2 separate regions of the Mus musculus genome follow, and region 1 is linked to region 2. Evidence: chromatin contacts called from public HiChIP or PLAC-seq data. All regions are on one chromosome and are shown on one strand. Each heading gives the region's core, a stretch centred on a gene start, on an enhancer-like site or on the middle of the called end of the contact. The rest is flanking DNA. Distances are from core to core; before and after follow the strand shown. Region 1 overlaps Atp6v0a4 (ATPase, H+ transporting, lysosomal V0 subunit A4). Region 2 overlaps Creb3l2 (cAMP responsive element binding protein 3-like 2).

Region 1 (2,700 bases), core at 185-2,684, 690 kb after region 2:
AAGTACACGTTTCCCCGGCAAACTCTCCACAGCAGCCTCTCGAAGGAAGCCATCCTCTCCCTGTTTATCACACCAGCCGTGAACCTAGAAAGCAGGAAGAGGAGACATCCATGAGGCATAGGCTTGTGGGAGGGATGATGGGAACTGCTCACAAGGCCACACACGTCCCAGCTCCAGCTTGCCCATATCTTATTAGATTGTCTATTTTCTTAATCATTACAATTCTATTTATACTATATATATATATATATATATATATATATATATATATATGTATATATATATATATATATAACATTATATAATACTATATATTATGTAGTATATATCATATGTATTATATATGATAGACCTTTTTATGGTGTGGTAGCCAATGTCAGTAAATGTTCAATGGTCTCGACACATTTTTATCTTTAAAAAGCAATCCCTTAGGAAACACACATTAGCCAGGCGGTATAGCACATGCTACATGCTTTGATTGCAGTACTCAGGAGCGAGGAGCAGGTGGATCTCTAAGTTTGAGTCCAGCCTAAAGAGCAAGTTCCAGAACACCCAGGGCTAAACAAGAAAGTCCTGTCTTGAAACACACACACACACACACACACACACACACACACACACACACACACTGAACACATGGATGTCCAGGTATCCTGGTACATAGATAACTGCTAGCCTAAACATCTGACATGGTCTTCAAACTGTAACTTTTCAATGTTTTATTACTTTAGATGACATTGAGCTTGCGTTATCTTTGGGTAAAATATTTATATAAACATTACCTTCTTTCCATTTCTAATTTTGTGAGGGTTTTTGTTTTGCTCTGTTTTTGTTTGTTTGCTTGTTAAATGGGATTTCTCTGTGTAGCCCTGGCTGTCTTGGAGCTCACTACGTGGACCAATCTGGCCTTGAACTCATGGAGATTCACCTGTTTCTGCCTCCTGAGTGCTGGGGCTAAAGGCGTGCACCAACAAGCCCGGCTCCATTTCAAATTTCAATAGGTTCTCAATATGTACTGAATAAAAGATTAGGGACCTCCAACCACACTGTTCATAAATACCTTCATCTATCTCACAAGAGCACTGAATGCAATCCCATGTTGAATTGCCAAATATTCTCAAAAGTATGTATGCTGTATTAGTATCATATATTTAGAGTTGATTTGCCTGCTCAATCCTGTCATTTCCGAGGACACTTGAAAACTCCAAGTACATTTTATCAAACATATCTACCTCCTAACTTTATCCCAAAGCTAGGGAAGAGTTGCATATAAAGAATGAACAGAGACTCCTCATGGGGGCCATGTACAGGAACTCTCCAAGCTTAAAAACATGCCTATCATCGTGAGCAAGGGGCACTCCCTCCCCCACCTCACTGCAGAGAGAATCTCTTGTGTGATGTATGGAAGCATCGCCTGTCAATCAAATGCTGTTGGCCAATGAGCTTAGGCAGGAAAGAGGAGGTGGAAGTTCTGGTATAGAGAGAGAGGATTCTGGGATAGAGTCAGGCTCAGAGGATTCACCCAGGAACACGGAAGAGGAGACACATGGAACCTATTCAGAGTAACGTGCCATGTGGCTGAAACTTACATCAGAATAAACAGGCTATTCATTGATGAGCTAGCTAGAGAACAAGCCAAAGCTTGTGGCCAAGGTGTTTGGGAATATGTTTTGGATTTCAGAGTTGTTTCTCTGGGAGCTTGGGGTGTGGGAGGAGAACCATGCACCGCACCAGCCTTGTGTGTTACTCCTGGGTCTGTTTCTTTGTAGAGCCCTGTATTCATTTACAGGCTGTTCCACACCCAGGAGCTCATTGTTCACTGATTGGTCAGTCCGGGAGATTGATCACATTCCAGACGTCGAGTGAAAGACCAAGCACCTATCCACACCCAGTTCTCAGGGCATGGAGATATACTAACCCCAACTTTCCAGTCATGAAGGCAGGTATGGTTCTTAGCTCCAAGAGACCCGAAGTGTCTTCAACAAAGAAATCTTCACCTAAGTTGGTTTCTGTCTGAAAGACAAAACACCGGCCTGTCAAACACAGGACAACATAGAAGCCCCTGAACCCCTGGGTTTGCTCTGTTTCTAAGGAAGCTTTAATCTTCTACAGATGTCAACACAAATGAACAGGCAGAGAGCTCCTTGTCAGGATACCCGCCCCCATCCCACACCCCCACACCTTCCAACACAACCACAACAACCTTCCCACCCCAAGCCTAAGTTTGCTCAAACCCAGACCTCTCTAGTTCTGACTCTCCTTCCCCTAGGCCATACTTGTATTTTCTTAATTGAGACAGGGTCTCATTATGCTACCCTGGCTGGCCTGGAACATGATCTATAAGCCAGCCCTACCCCTGCCTCCCAAGTGCTAGAACTGAAGGCATGCACAATTATACCCAACCTGAGAGCAACAATATTTTTTAATTCAATTGAGCCCGCATCACTGCTACTGTACCTGTCATATTTCCCTTCACTGATAGCTTGACTATGAGGCAAGAAACAAAGTATTTTATCCTTAGGCCAGACCAGTCAGTTTTCAAAATAGGAACTTAAGACTCAGAGAATAGGGCCCTTTATCAACCCCACCCCAAGAAAATACCTCAAAAAAGTCCTGGGTTTTCTTTAGGAGGTATTTGAGCTCTGTCAGTTCCAGAAAGCTCTTCTTCAAAGCCTGGTGGCTCTGGTTGGCTTCCTGCAG
Region 2 (2,761 bases), core at 245-2,744:
ACATAGAGTCTTTTAAAAGAATCTCCTGGGTTGAGAATGAAGCTCAGTAACAGAGAACTTACCTAGCATACCCATGGCCCTGGGCCCAATCCACAGTATGATAAATAGAGTTTTAAAATCAAGTATAAATTCTGTAAAATGTCCTTATTAGGTATAAAGAACCATATAGTATCATGTAATTGCGAAATTATCATAAAATGGGGAATCTTTATATCCCTTGTCGAGTACCTCCAAGACTTGGCTACTGGTCGGGATCCTGTGGTTCAAGCCATTCCTGGTACTGTACTTTTCCCTTGATGTGACAGGTACCACACTAGACCAGTAGCTGTCCATCCCTTTCATATTTGTCTGTCATACCAAGTGAGTGTTCCTGAGCCCCTGACTCACCAGGGGACACAGAAAACCTGGCAACATCTCCCTCAAGATTAGAGGGGAAAAGAATCTAAGGGAATCTTCCTCTGTGTGTACTCTAGAACATTTGTGTTTAAAAGGAAGAAAGTCAATAGTGACATCAGGCTAAGGTGTTTACTGATGCAGAAGCCAGGGTACACGGACGATGTGATAACGGTTCGATTGGGAGTGATCCTCTCCAGGCAGAGCAGCTGGGAGACAAAGGTCGCTGTCTACACGATGATTCATTCATTTTATCTAGGAAGCCACCGAAGAGCTAGCTGTCCACTAAGGCCTAGCCACGGAAGCATGACGAGGAAAATGGCTAAATATATTATTTTAATAAATCTTTACAACAGACATATTAGTTAGTCAGTTTACCAATGAGAAAGTGTGAGCCCAGAAAAGATCTACAATGGGCCCAAAATTGTGCAGCTCAGAGAGGGGCAGAGACAGAAAATGAGCATCTATTTCCCTGAGTGTAAGAACCACATTTTCCCACGAGACCATCCTTCCGTGAAAAGTTAGAGTTCACAGCTAATTAATTCATCCTTCATGTTGAAGGCATGGGTGCAGCATGAACATCATGAGCACGTACAATTTTGAAATAAGTACATAGAGAACCATGTCTGTCTGTGTCGAGTGGGCAACATGAGCTACGATTTTCATGTACATCTATTCTTACCAAATGATAGTGAGCAAAGAAAGGGGCAAGACTCACTATCCAGGACAGTGGGCAAAATACTTGCCAATTATTTTAGGTAGAGGCAGGTATGATTCCAGTCAGCTTATAGCTGCACTGTTTTCTGGGCAGCTAGTCCACAGCACATGAAGCTCCCTCCTAAGTGAAAGGCAAATGACTGCCCTCAACCTTCCTAAGACATATGGGGCTGTTTCTTACCTACCTCGGCCTTTTCAGCTACCTCCTCCTCGGGCTTTCAAGAGTTGGCTCTGTGAATAGAGCTGCATTCATGGCAAGCCACTTACCATACTGTCAACCATGTAGCACCAGTCAGGAGGACAGTGGGACACACTGTACTACCCACAGACTCCGTATTTGTGACTCATTTGCTTGCTAGGGTTTACTTGCCACCCCCCCTCCCAGTGGGAGTCTCTTGCGAGTCTGTGCAAAGCACGGAAAACTGAGGTCACTGCTGCTCAGGCTCCGGGTGCCAGCAGCCTGACTCCATCCTCACACCGGAAACGGTGTCCTCTGCGGGGTCTGTTCAGTGTCGTGTTTACACATCTGTGCACTGTCGATGAGTCAGTCTGCTGTTTGAAGCAGCTCCAGGCACAGTTGTGAGGTGCCTTTGCTCCCCAAAGCAAGGAGATGATGACGTGCCTCACAGAAACCATCCTTAGGCTAGATAAGTGCCATCCAAACAAGGTATGGTGCTCTGGACCGTAGTCCAGTGTAAACAAGCCAGCAGAACTCATTGAATGAGGTGTCCCTAAACAGATGCACACACTATTAAGACTATGTATCAACTGGCTGATAAAAATGCTGGCATGAGAGGCTTATGAGAATCTTCACATTTCTCTCCTCTGCTATTAGATAGTTCAATGACTTTGTGGGACTTGCTATTTTGCAAATAGCAAGAAGCGATTACAGGGAAAATCTACATATCCTTATTGTCATTTCTGTGACTAATACCCTGCTAGGCGTCCCCCCCCCCAAAGGCAATTAAGACCATCTGGGAAACTTGGACATAGTTTGTTGTCTAAGCCCTGCACATCCTCTGCGTCTGGATTTCTATCTCTTCCATGATGCACCTCCTTCCCCATCTCCTGGCTGTTGATTCCAAACCCCTCCCAGGCCCCCAGCAGCCCATATCAAAAGCCAGCTCCAGAAGTCGGTGCCTATGCCTACCCTGGGGTCACAAAACCGTTTTATCATCCACATTTGCTCTTGTCATTATCTGAAATTAACATTTATCTGTTCTGGACTTTATTATCTGACTCCTACTTTGTTGACTGTTTGACAGTGACCCTACCCCACCTATAAGGGAAATTCTGCGAGTAGGAGGTGCTTAGTCAATATTTGCTGACTTTACCAACACTATCCTTTCCTGGCATCTCTTTCTCCTTTGACCCCAGGTCCGGCCACAATCATTTAGTTCCCTGCCCAGGAGTTTAAGAATCCTTGAATCATTTAATAAGAACTTTGAAGGTGTGCCCACTGGTGTCTCTTGACTCCATCATGATTTGTTTCCTGGGAAGTAACAGAATTCAGGGTTAGGGAGTTTGTCCCTCTAAGTCACTGTAACTGCTTTTAAAAGAGGATTAGCTCCTAGTGTTGCTCTGCTGAAAACCTGCGTATCACTGGGCTGATTGATGGCCACTCCATATAACACATTCCCGCATCATGACC

Evidence for each region. HiChIP or PLAC-seq counts read pairs in DNA pulled down with a chosen protein or histone mark.
Region 1: a contact with region 2 is called in an H3K27ac HiChIP or PLAC-seq map of extraembryonic endoderm stem cells, with 4 times the contacts expected there. The contact joins two enhancer-like sites. A contact is called at or near these places in 3 of 115 datasets of contacts at active chromatin or transcription factors (embryonic stem cells, extraembryonic endoderm stem cells and trophoblast stem cells) and 1 of 9 other capture datasets (embryonic stem cells).

The regions. Positions count from the first base shown.
Region 1 is chr6:38,086,012-38,088,711 of GRCm38.p6, forward strand. Atp6v0a4 (ATPase, H+ transporting, lysosomal V0 subunit A4) reads right to left here. Exons shown (of 21, transcript NM_080467.3): 5 at 2,602-2,700; 6 at 1,919-2,013; 7 at 1-84. Among named protein-coding and RNA genes, the nearest start is that of Tmem213, 22 kb to the right of the region's middle. Within about 2 kb of position 1,435, at least 7 of the 459 cell types and tissues checked have an H3K27ac peak or open chromatin away from gene starts, as enhancers often do. A contact at or near this core is called in extraembryonic endoderm stem cells, where this site is marked.
Region 2 is chr6:37,397,602-37,400,362 of GRCm38.p6, forward strand. All of the region lies in intron 1 of Creb3l2 (cAMP responsive element binding protein 3-like 2), which reads right to left. Among named protein-coding and RNA genes, the nearest start is that of Gm33275, 19 kb to the right of the region's middle. Within about 2 kb of position 1,495, at least 85 of the 459 cell types and tissues checked have an H3K27ac peak or open chromatin away from gene starts, as enhancers often do. A contact at or near this core is called in extraembryonic endoderm stem cells, where this site is marked.